Linked DNA regions of Mus musculus: region 1 is linked to region 2. The links are chromatin contacts, called in public Hi-C maps. All regions are on one chromosome and are shown on one strand. The core of a region is the stretch at or near the end of the contact, and the rest is flanking DNA. Distances in the headings are between cores, read along the strand shown. Region 1 overlaps Anxa4 (annexin A4). Region 2 holds the start of Anxa4 (annexin A4).

What was found. A called contact is a pair of places that touch in the nucleus more often than the background predicts.
Region 1: a contact with region 2 is called in a Hi-C map of CD8 T cells, with 2.3 times the contacts expected there. The contact joins the enhancer-like site here to the promoter of Anxa4 in region 2. A contact is called at or near these places in 20 of 39 promoter capture datasets (the 3T3-L1 cell line, 3T3-L1-derived adipocytes, the C10 cell line and 11 more), 13 of 15 datasets of contacts at CTCF or cohesin (CD8 T cells, the G1E-ER4 cell line, the NIH/3T3 cell line and 6 more), 312 of 484 Hi-C or Micro-C datasets (the 3T3-L1 cell line, 3T3-L1-derived adipocytes, the 4T1 cell line and 152 more), 55 of 115 datasets of contacts at active chromatin or transcription factors (the 230-238 cell line, CD8 T cells, the NIH/3T3 cell line and 34 more) and 6 of 9 other capture datasets (adipose tissue, bone marrow-derived macrophages, embryonic stem cells and 3 more).

The regions. Positions count from the first base shown.
Region 1 is chr6:86,751,970-86,758,289 of GRCm38.p6, forward strand. It overlaps Anxa4 (annexin A4), which reads right to left. Exons shown (of 13, transcript NM_013471.2): 4 at 5,850-5,944; 5 at 2,884-2,997; 6 at 1,834-1,924; 7 at 184-263. Among named protein-coding and RNA genes, the nearest start is that of Gmcl1, 22 kb to the left of the region's middle. Within about 2 kb of position 2,297, at least 18 of the 459 cell types and tissues checked have an H3K27ac peak or open chromatin away from gene starts, as enhancers often do. A contact at or near this core is called in CD8 T cells, CD8 central memory T cells, DN3 thymocytes and 2 more, where this site is marked.
Region 2 is chr6:86,790,837-86,796,908 of GRCm38.p6, forward strand. Anxa4 (annexin A4) reads right to left here and starts at 2,748. Exons shown (of 13, transcript NM_013471.2): 1 at 2,673-2,748.

The DNA.
Region 1 (6,320 bases), core at 1,047-3,546, 39 kb before region 2:
GCATGGCTAGCCAGGGTCTCTGGAGGAGAGATAATGATGTAGGGACAGAGAGTTCGTTCTGCCCACGAACGATGCCCCGGGCAGATCCATGTTTAGGAGACTGAACGGATGAAGGGCAGAGAGTGAGTGTTTCAATCAACCCAGCATCCCCTGTCAGAAGGCAGGACTGAGGAAGCCACGCACCGCCGACAGGGACACCAGTACTCGCTGGAACATGAAGGATGTGTCAGAGCAGATGTCCTCTTCAAGGCTCCTTCCATATTCTACCAAAAAATTGGAAATGGGTACATCAGAACAGAGACCTGCCCAATGCTGCCACCCTCCGGCCTGCTATGTGTCCCATCCCACCTGCACAGCCAGCAGCACAAACCAAGGTGGTACCAAGTGAGGCTTTCAAAATCTCAACTCTGCCAGGCCCCAGGTTGGAGTTAAGTGGTATAACCATTGATGGGTAAAGTACCCATGTTCCTGTAGGCAATCTTTCGCCTATGCTCCTATCAGCAATTCTAACAAAGCCCATTAGCACAGAACAACAACAGAACAAACAACAAAACAACTTTGGTTTAAAAAAAAAATGACCCAGGTGCTAATTTGTCACAGTGGGAAGGATCGACAGCTGTCTCTTACGATGAAGGTGGGCTGGAGTCCTCCTTGGTCTCCTTCTGTCTGTGACTTTGCTATGCAAATGCTATGTGTCTGAATGGAAGCTGGCAAGGTGACCAGTGTCACTGGACACAAGTCCCCAGAAAAGTTCTAACAGAGCTCCCTAAGAGTCACACTCTCTACAGCCCCAGAAGCTACCATGGAACAGGTGTCAGGGTTAGGGGGTCAACTCCAAATCCTGGGGCTGAGGTCAGGGTTGGGGGCTAACTCCATATCCTGGGTGGGCCTGTGAGGGAGACATGGAGGGTTCTTGTGCTCACATAAGCACAAGGAGATCCAGGAGTGTTAAACACACACACACACACACACACACACACACACACACACACACGCTCCTTCAAAGGAAGGGATATATAACCTGTTATCTTCCCAGAAGGCTGGGAGCAGATCTGGATAATATCCTGGTGACCTTTGTGCTCTCTGTGTGGCTGAGACCACAGGGATCCTCCCCAGACCCTTATCATGAACTTGTCAATCTATAGGATTTATCTTTATGGGTGGTATCACATGTCATCAATCTATAGAATATATCTTTATGGAAGATGTCACAATCACTTTACAGAGTTTCGAAGTAGTCATCTTAAGTTTTATTGTACACACAGGATTGAGTAATTATCACCAGGAAAATTTTCACCAAATTGCGGTGTGTTTAAATATGCCAAAAATAAACTATTCAGGGTCAGAGTTAATCAGACTGCCTTCTTGCTTCCCTTGGATTGTTATTCAGCTAGCAGTGGAGGTCGAGAGGCCTTCATGGGGCTAAGGTCAGGGTTGGAAGCTAAATCCAAAACCTTCCAGGTTAGAGGACTAACTCCAAATCTAGGGTCAGAGCTCTAACTCCAGACCCTCGAGGTGTAGGCTCAGGCTCTGAACACTGAGCAAGAGGCCCTACTGTGTGACAGTCTTTGCCTCAGAAGCAATCCATACTGACTTTAAAAACACAGAGACCAGCAATGATGGGGTATAGCTCTGTGCTAGAGAGCTGGCTTGGCTTGTGAGAGACCATGGGCTCCATCCCTAGTACCCGGGTAGGCCACAGATATGGCAGAACACTCACGATAAATAAATAAAACAAATGGGAGAAAATCTAATAGCTGAGAAGTGATAGTCACGAGCCTTCCTTTCAAGTCCTGGGCAACCTGGGCCGGGGCCTGGGGGGCTGCTACTTACGCTGCTGGTATGTCTGGTTGATTCGACGGATCTCCTCAGGGGTACGAGAGGCCAGGATCTCAATCAGACAGCCCTCGTCCGTGCCAGCTCCCTAAATGTGAGGGCAGGGGTGAGATGGCATGAGCCAGTGGATCAAGTTTGCACAGCTAAACAAGTAAAATACAATTGCATTTACTAATTAAAAACAGAGTCCCACACTCAGAAAGAATGCAGGCAGGAAGCTGCAGATTATAATAGCAGCTCACAGGGTCTAGAAACATGGCCTGTTAACTTTTACCTGCCCCGCCCAAGCCCAGTGTGTTTACCATATCGTTATTAATAATAATGCACATTTGTAGAGCCCAGTTGCCATCTGTTGTTTGTCATAACAGGTCAGGTGCCGTTTCTGCCCTCTGGGGTTCTACTCTTTCTTCAACCTCTGCTCTCTTTCTCTGAAGGTCAGAATGTTCTGGTAAAGATGTTATCTCCCTGTTTCACCTTCTACACGGTGTAGTAGCATTGATAAGCAAAGGAGGGCGGCTACACTGGCCTCTCAGAGTCACTTGCTGCCAAGCAGCTCAGCTACAGAGAATGTGCCTGCCCGTAACACCTGGGTCCTATCAGCACATTGGGCCAGTTTCTTCCATCAGCCCCAGGGAGCAACAAATGGCTCAACAAACTTTGAGGATTTCTTAATTACAACAGCCATGTATATTTCAAGTTATCCAGAGGGGAAAACCTGTTTCTCCTTGTCTCTCTTCCCCCATCTCAGAAGGGTTCGACCATAGGCCAATCTTAACTTTAAGATTTCAGATGATGTGTGTGGGTCTGCCCCTGTGAGTGCAGTGCCCAAGGAGGCCAGAAGAGGGTGTCAAAGCCCCTAAAGCTGGAGTTACTGGTGGTTGGGAGCTGTCCAGCACTTGTGTGTTGGGAAGTAAACTACAGCCCTCTGACAGAGCTGCAAGCACTCAACCACTGAGCCACGTGGTCCAGCTCTGCCGGTCATGTTTCTGAAGGATAGCTCGTTACCACGTACACAGGAAACACCAAAAGTTCAAGGGGACCACAGACCTTCATGGCCCTCCGCAGCTCCTGTACGTCATACAGCACTGTGGGTGTCATCAGCCCCAGGATCACCTGCTCAAAGTTGCTGCTCAGCTCCGACTTCAAGTCCTCAATCAGGTCCTGCAACAAACGAGAAGAATGTGTCTACTTTTAGCAGCTACTGTCACTCATGCCCGCCATATCCAAGTATGGGGCAAGAGTGTCCTGTGCTGTCACTCTCTTGGAAGCACGAGGTGGCATTTTCCTAAGTCATCTGACACATCTGCATGTCTGCAGTCACACAGAAGCCTTTTCAGTACTTCCCGCTTTTCCAGCTATGACCAGATTTTACTTATTGACTACAACCAAAACCACACAGCATAGCAGACAAGGGAGTGTGGCCATTTCCCATTAAGCCAAACTTTAGTGAGATTTGCAAAACAATGCCAGCTCTCTCACTAAGTTTTGGTTTGGTTGTGTGTGTGTGTGTGTGTTGTTCTCATTAAATTTTATTTTTGAATACATAGCTATTTTTTCCTTTTTTAAATTGATAATTACATTCATTTATTTATGTGTGGAGGCGCGCTGCAGTACACAAGTGGAGGTGAGAGGACAACCTAAGAGAGAAGGTTCTTTCTATCATGTGGGACCAAACTCATGGGTTGTTGGCAAGAAGCACTTTCCCACGGTAAACCACCTCACTGGCCCCGTATTTTGTGTATTTTGTGTATAAACATACACATATGTGTACGAATGTTTGTGCGTCTGTACCCGTGTGTGTACATGCACGTGCATGCACACATAAGCATGATTGTGTATAAAGGTCAGTTGTATATGTCTGGGGTCTTCCTCAATTACTCTCTACAACTAAGGTCTACAGGTTCTTCCACTGAACCTAGCGCTCACTGCTGGCCAACAAGCCCTAGATAGTTTCCTGTCTCCTCCCAGTGCTGGGATTACGTATATATTTTTCTATCATGCACATCTTTATGTTAAATCTACAAATGTGGATTGAACGAATGAATGAGTGGATGAATGAATTAGAAGTCTATTAATATTGGTCATCTTAGACTACCATAGGTTAGCTCCATTCTGAAGGTAATTTCGAGTGTGTGATACAACAGTTGTAATGTAATGTATATAAAGCACTTCCATGTATAGCCTACACCTCCCTTGACTGTCCATGTCTGCTACTGTTCTCTTTCAGTTTCCCCGGGGATGGGAACAGTTTATGGCGCTCTGGAGACAGTTGGTGACACTCTGACCCATTCCCTACAGGAGTGCCCAGAGTTCATCTATAGCCGCTCTGGAGAGCAGTGAGTCAGCTCTGCCCTGCCCATCCATCCCTCCCCACCGTGACAAGCAGTTTGGAGCCATCTGTGAGAAACAGCTTCACTATTCCCTGCGGTGACATCTCCCAAGACACCTGCACTAGACATGAAGTCACTGGGCACCGATATACAGAGACAAGGTTCTCAATAAAGAAGCAGAAGGGTTGGGGGTCTTTAATGGTGATGTGTGGAAAGACTGGGCTGAATAATTCGGGTGAAGGAGGGGTGGGGAGTTCAGACAAAATCTAGAGCATGCCGGGTGAAGAGATAATTTTTTAGCTGCCATGCATGCATTGGAGATTGGTGCTAACACTGTTAATCTGCATGTCCAGATGCTGAAGGTCCTTTTCCCCAGTTATTTTTTGGTCTACGAATAAAGATACCAATGGACGATAGCTGGGTGAGGGGCGGGACACTGAGAGTTGCGCCGGTAGGAAGTAGAGAGGAGTGACAGAATCGCCTGGACTGGGGGAAGAAGAATGGGACTCAGTAGCAGCAGGAGATAAAGCCAACCACTCATGTGAGATTTGAGTAAATGGCCGCTGGCCACTTCCCTGATTGTGCCTGGGGTAGCAGGGGAAGGTTTAGGAATGCACACAGCCTTTGAGGTAACCAAGGCATTTTAAAATTAACTGGCACACTCGTGAGTGTGTGAGTGTGTGTGTATATGTGTGTGTGTTTTTTCCATTCTCAGATCTGAGATAGCTCCTGGGTGGTGCACATAGTGAAAACATGAAATTATACAGAAAGCTCTGCTTGCAGAGTGTGAAGGGTCTGGAATTTCTGTGTTTTGATTTTTGCAAAAATATCCTTTAAATGTTTTTTTCTTTTTACATTACTTAGTGTGTATATGTGTGTGTATGTGTGTGTGTATGTGTGTGTGTATATGTGTATATGTGTGTGTGTATGTGTATGTGTGTGTGTGTATGTGTGTGTGTGTATGTGTGTATATGTGTGTGTATGTGTGTGTGTATGTGTGTGTGTATATGTGTGTATGTGTGTATATGTGTGTGTGTTTGTGTGTGTATGTGTGTGTGTGTTTGTGTATGTGTGTATGTGTCTGTGTGTTTGTGTGTGTGTGTGTGTGTGTGTGTGTGTGTATGTGTGTGTGACCTTACATGTGGACAGTTCTGTGAAGTTAGTTCTCTCCTTCCTCCAGGCGTTCTCCAGTATTGAACTCAGCTCATCAAGCTTAGGGGCAAGCGCCTTTTTCTATCACCATTTTTAATGGATGGTCAATTGTTGTAATACTAATGGGGCAACGTGATATTTTAGTGCTTGAACACATGCGGTTATCAGGTGCAGGGACTGGCATAGCTGTCAGACTCAGATGGTTGTCATTTGTTTGTGTGAGGAAGGTTTAAATCCTCTCTGCTCTCTATTTTGAAGTACTCAGCTAGCTGTCACCCACGGTCACCCTACCATGCTACAGAGCCTCATCCTCTCATCTAGCTGCTGCCCCATACCCATTGCTTCTTCTCTCTTCCCCCACTGTCTCCCTATACTCTGATAACCACTAACTTCACAGATAGTCTTAGGGCATTGGGTCACTTTGGAGTCTAGCTTCAGGAGGGGGATGGTGTGTGAGGTGGGGTGGCACTCTGCTTCCAAGATGCCTGAGGAGTCCCTGGTCACCTGCAAGATCAGGAGACTGGGCCCTACCCTGCCAATGGTGCTCTTGTAGGCACTCCTGATCTCCTGGCGCTGGGCGGTGTTTCTGTAGGCTAAGATTCCGATAATGGCATCTTCATCAGTACCTGGAGACAAGATGGAAACAGCAGGGATCAAGATTTGCCTGTGTGAGGAAATGGTCTCCCCTGTGTGAGGAAATGGTCTCCCCTGTGGCCACAGGAGTTACCTCAGGAAGGCTGAATGTTTGATGAGAAGAGAGAACCTGGAAGCAAAACAACGTTTGCCTTTCTCATAGCTGGTTATTATTGTTTGAGGAACTTTCTGTTTATTTGTTGGAAGAAGCAGCTGGAATGCATGGGGGAGGGGAGGATAGAAACTGTTTTTCTAAAATGCCACAGCGAGAAAGTTTTAAATGTGTTCTCCACCTATTCTTCACAAGCTTAGCGATCCAGCAAAAGGTGAGGGACAGGCAGACCTACAGAACTCTCAAATCCAACCCTC
Region 2 (6,072 bases), core at 1,498-3,997:
GGAATCCACAGCTCACTGTGAACCAAGTCCAGAGTCTCAGTTGGACTTGAGCCTCACCTCACTTTGGAGGGCCGGGACTTGAAGCCTTGCATCTTCAACTGGACCAGGTTATGAGCCCATTCCAGGCTGAGGAGAATTAGAATAATGTGATTAAGCTGATCACTACTCAAAGACACTCTGAGGAGACCATCTCAGTGCCTGTTAAACTCCCTCCATACTGCAAGAGAACAAACCACCAAGGTTTGGAGAAAATGGCAGCCCCAAACCCAAGCAACACCTCTTTGAAAAAAAAAGCTTAAAAGGTATGTAATTTTGGTGGCTAGAGACGTAGCTCAGTTGGGAGAGTTACCTAGCCTGCACAAGGCCCTGGGTTGGATCCTCTGCACTCCATAAGCTTAGGCATGGTTCCTTACATCTATAATCTATAATAATCTATAATCTATAATCCCAGCATTCAGGAGCAGAGACAATAGGATCAGAAGTTCGAGTACATCCTTGGCTATACAGGAAGTTTGAGGCCAGCCTGGGCTACCTTAGACCCTATCTCAAATTCGAAGATAAAATAAAGAATACACTTTTAAGGGCTCTCCTCCCAATTTTCCCTACAATTTAAATGTAAAACATGGTTTTAGTTGAGTAATTGGGTGAAACTGACACTTAAAGAAAAATCTGCTTACTCACTCTGTAGCTTCCCCCATTCCCTGACACATGACCCATCTCCAGTGCAGACCCCTCACCTTGCTCTCTCTTGGAGAGGATCAGGGTAGCCTACAACTATGCAAGCAAGATCAGGAAAAGAAAGGATTGGCTGGTCACAGACAAAGCAATGTGCCCTGGGATGTAGGGCTGTAGGACCAAGAGGCTTGCCCTGTGGGCACTGATGGCTGAGGGAGGACCAAGAGGCTCACCCTGTGGGTACTGATGGCTGGCAGGCACAGCTTGACCTGTTAATCTCCAGACTGCTTTCAGAGAAAAAGAAGATCCCTGACCAAAGCAGGGACTCCAGCTAGGAGGAAATCATCACCCTTTCCCTAATAGCTCTGTGTCTCTAGGACCACTGGGTGAGTGTACATGTGTGTGTGTGTGTGTGTGTGTGTGTGTGCCCTGAAATCAACAGAAAGCTGAGTTGACTGGCTTTGGCAAAATGGCCATCACTGAAGTTAGTGGCTCTCAAGTGGCTGTGGTAATCTCAATCTAGTTTTCAACCTCTCCTGCACACTCTTTACAAAAGCATTAAATTAATTAATTGTGTGTGTGTGTGTGTGTGTGTGTGTGTGTTCTCCAAGCCCACAATGGGGTGTCAGACACCCTGGATCTGGAGCTTCAGGCAGTTGGGAGCCATCTGGAGTGGGTACTGGGAGCATCGAGTGTTCTTGAACCAAGACCTCCAGCCCCTACCTACTACTCTTGTGTTGGTTTTGGTTTTTTGTTGGCTGGGTCTTTCTTTTTTTGAAGGCCAGATCTCGAATAGTCCAGACTACCCTCCAATATTACCCTGAACTACCGATTGTCCTGAAGTATGAGATTCTATTCCTTTTAAATCTAAAACGGGAAGCTTCCAAAAGGGTGTTGCTTGGGTTGGGACTGTCATTTTCTCCAAACTGTCCTCAAAGGCAAACGTACACCTGATTTATTTGGAGCCAAGGATAAAACCCAAGGCTTCTGGTGTGCTGGGGGCACGCTATCAACTGAATATATGCCTGGTCCTCTCTTCTTGTTCTTCTCTCCTCCGTTCTCTAGGGACTCACGGCCATAAATGGAGTTGCTTCCCACCTAAGGAAACAGTGAGTCTGGGAATGATGGGCAGAGGGATAGGTAACAACCGGCCATCCTATCCATCCTTCCACCATCCACTAAAGTGCCCAGTTTTAATGAAAGGCGCAGTTGCTTAAGGCCCAGAGTGCTCCTCCAGTAAATGGAGGCTTTCATACCCTTGAGGTGCACATTGAGCCAGCAAAGTGTTAAACCGCCAATTGTCTTAGGCGCCAAAGTCTCCAACTGGTCAAAGCACCGAGGACTAAGTTAAAATGTAGACACAGGCAGACACAGAATAAAAACTAAGAATAAGATGATTCCTGGGCGCCAGGCACTGTGTGGAGACCGTTCGCTACAAGAGAGGCGAGGAGCGCCCTAAGAAGACGAGAAAGCAAACTTACTTGCAAAAAGAAAAGGCAACACAAGTAGTGCTGGAGTGAGCTTCAGAGAATGTTAACTCAGTGGCTTATCCTCAGTGCGGAGTCCCGGGGGGGCTTTGACTCAGCAAAGGACTGCAGGAGTGCTGTGCACCGTGCGGCACTGCCTGCTCCTCCCCACGTTTCCCAGGTGGCTGCTCCGGTCCGGGACCTCACGCTTCCAGGGCGCGGAGCCAAGTGGCCCAAAGAACCCGCCTCTGGTCACAGCACCCGGTCCCTGAGCCCAAGATCCCCAGCCACAGTCTAGGACAACCGGCAGGAGCCCAAGATTCCCAGGTCCAAGCCTAGGACAGCGGGCGAGCCCAGGATCCCGAGGTTAAGTTCAGGTTTCCAGGCCCCAGCTGCGACCCAGCCTAGGATTCCCCAAATGAAGTCTAGATCTCCAGGTCCGAGCCTAGGACACCTGCCCGGAGCCTAGGACCCACACCCAGACCCCAGAGCCCGCGGCGGAGGTCCGGACCACTGCCCTAAGCCCCTTACCTCTGGTGCGGAGAAAGGCTCTAGACTACGGCGAATGCCACACCCTCGTCCCGGCCGATAGGACCCGCCCAGTCTCGGGGTGGAGACTGAGCCCAAGTTCCTGGTTGTCCCTTTGCCCACAGGAAAGTCCCTCCCCGGAGAAGCGCAGCTAGAGCACGAGAATCGCCCCCAGCACCAGGAGGGGCCTGAGGCAGATCACGCACTCGGCCTTTAACCCCACTGAGGACAGCGAGCCCACTCAGGACCCTGACCCTGCACAACCAGACTCCCAGGGTCTCAGCCTCGCGTCCTGCTGGGGTCGCACAACGTACTTGGGGCCTCGGCGCTCCAGTCTAGAGTGTAACTTGAAAAATCAGAACGTGACATCTGAGGACACAGTCCATGTCCTCCTTTCACATTATAACATACGTTCCAGAAAATTCTCAGCAGTTGCACGCCTCCCTTAAAGAAGACAGATGCAATCCTCAAAGTCAGGGGAAGGGTTCTCGGAGACAGGTACAGGTCACCGTTGGGACCGGGGTTAGAAGCAACTCTGGGTTTCCCACTAAACTTCCAACTGAAGCATTTCTTGGTTGCTAGCCAGCCTGGTTCTGGCTCCTTGCTGGACACGGAGGCACATGCCTCTTGCTACAAGGATAATGAATGCTTGAAGAACAGAGGCAGGTGCAGGCAACAGAGGCTCCACAGGCAACCTCCAATTTCATTTAACAAAGAATGGGTCGCTTTGGGCAGTGTTTGCTCTCTAGCCAACCAAAACCTAGGTGGTCATTATTTTAAATTGTATCAGCAACTGTAGCTAGAGGAGGTGGCTTATTGTGTGGTCAGGAGGAGGAAGGCTGAGGGGGTCAGGAGGAGGAAGGCTGATCTAGACTTGGGCCTGTTTTTTCATGTTCCAAAGTCTATATGTTTCTAAGCTTCCACAAGGGAAGACAAAATTAATCATGGTAATAGGAAGGACAAAATGAAGATTCAAGACTATTGTATCCTTTTAAAAGTAATTACATGCAGGGGAGGTGGGGTGGGGGGTGGATAAAGGTTAGTGTCTAGGAACTGTAGTTAGCCCACAGCTAAGCTGATCTTTATAGCAAGTGCAACCAGGCCACAGGCCTCTGATGTCACTTCTCCCAAAGTCTGCCCTAGCCCAGGTAGGGAAGCCACAGACAGAGGCTTTTACTATTACATATAAATACGTGTGCATTTTACTTATTTTATGTGTACAGATTTTTGTCTGTCTGTATGTCTACACACCAGCATAGGATCCCTTGGCTGCTGGGAATTGAAGACCTGTCTTCGGGGAAGACTCAGTGCTAGTCCCCACCTGAGTCTTTTATGGGAAACAAAGGCCAGGACTCCATCTGACCCAGGCTCATCTGGGATCTGAGGTCTGGGATCAGGGAAGGGCTGACCTCCAGTAGGAGTCTTGACTCTTTCTGAGCTCTGACAGGTGACATGCGACTTCTTCCAACAGATGGCAGGCTCTCCTGGGAATGCCCAGGAGTGCACTAACAGGGCATCTGCATCTTGTCTTACTTCTGGGGACCTGATCTAACCCAGAGCGACAAAACAATGAATAGAGCTGTTCAACTTAAGGACTCAGACTTCACACTAAAGATATCAAAATTAGGCACCACCAGGCACACACATGATGTACCTGCACACTTGCAGACAAAGTACTTGTATACATAAAGTAAAACAATAATTTTTTTATAAATATGAGAAGAGCGCCAGGCAGTGGTGGCGCACGCCTTTGATCCCAGCCCTTGGGAGGCAGAGGCAGGCAGATTTCTGAGTTCAAGGTCAGCCTGGTCTACAGAGTGAGTTCCAGGACAGCCAGGGCTACACAGAAAAGCCCTGTCTCGAAGAATATATATATATAAATGAATGAAAAGAGCACAGACTGCTCTTCTAGAGGATCCCAGGTTCAATTCCCAGCACCCACATGGTGGTTCACAACCATCTTTAACTCCAGTTCCAAGAGATCTAACAATCTCCTCTGGTCTCCATGGGCATCAGGCATGCAAGTGGTGCACAGGCATGCATGCATACAGACAAAAACACCCATACACATTTTTAAATACCAAAATAAATACACATATCTGTTAGATTTCAAGCCCAGAACAAATGGCCAAGTTACTTAACAGACGCTGGCTGCCATGTTCTCACTGCATCCTGCCTGTCCCGACCTGTGTCAGGCACCCTCCTGGATGGCATACCTTAGGAGAGTCAGATCAGCAGCAGGCTTGATTGGGAGGAGTTCCTTAGGGGAGGGAACTCATCTATGTCACGCCCAGGTTTCAGTAGCAGATGAATGAAAAAAATAAAAGAAAAAGGAAAAGAAAAAATAATAAGGAAAGAACATGACAGCTCCTAGGTATGGTGGAGGAGTAAGTTTATTATAGGTATGGTATGTGGGAGAGCATAGCCAGTGTCAGAGTGGACAGGACCCTGAGCCATGTGGAGAGAGGGGGAGAAGTAAGAGAGGAGAACTAGGTGCAGCGTCCAGGTTGCCCAGAAGAGAGCAGAGTAATCAAAAGGTTGGATTATACAGGAAAAGGCACCCAACCCCTGGGCTGGAGAATTCAGAGTAGAGGATAGGGTGTGCCTGCCAGGAAGACCTTCTAACAGGCAGGGTTTGAGGGGTGCAGGGAGGACCTGGCCCCCCAGTTTACTTTAATGTGTTAGGTAGGCACCTCAGCTGTGTGCCCCAGGGTTTGAGACCTAACAGTATTTACTTCAGATTTTCCTGAAGTTGAATGAAAGCAAGAGTAGACTTTTTTTTCCCACAACAAAACTGGGCTTGGTGGTACACACCTGTAATCCCAGCACTTGGGAGGTAGAACAGAAGGATCAGGAATTCAGGATCATCCTCGGGTACATCGCAAGTTCAAGGCCAGCCTGGGATACATGAACCCCTGTCTCAAAGAAACAATAAAAAAAAAACCAAAAACCTATCAATAGTCCCAGGGATGTAGCTTGGTGGTGAAGCACGTGCTAAGCATACACAAGACCCTAGATCCACTCCCTAGACGACATAAACAAGCATCTCTCAAGACTAACTCCTCTCTGGCAACTGGGAAGCAGAAAGCCAGGTGATAACTGTCTTAATCAGCCTGAGAAAGGAGAGCCCAGTGCCAAGAGAAAGCCGAGAAGCATCGTGAAATGTGACCTCATTTCTGAGCTCTGAAGGACTCGGTCGCTTTACCAGATGCCTCTGAAAGCGGATATCCAGGGAAGACTGAAGTCAGGCTCTCCATCGGAAATCTGTTCAGGTGGCAGCTGGTGCTCTGTCCCCTCTGCTCAGCTGTCACCTCTCCTCTTTCACCCAGGTAGAAGGCTGGAAGATTGGAAGGGCCTTCTCCAGAAGGATGCCAGATTCAGTCAAGGTACTTTGGCGGTCAAA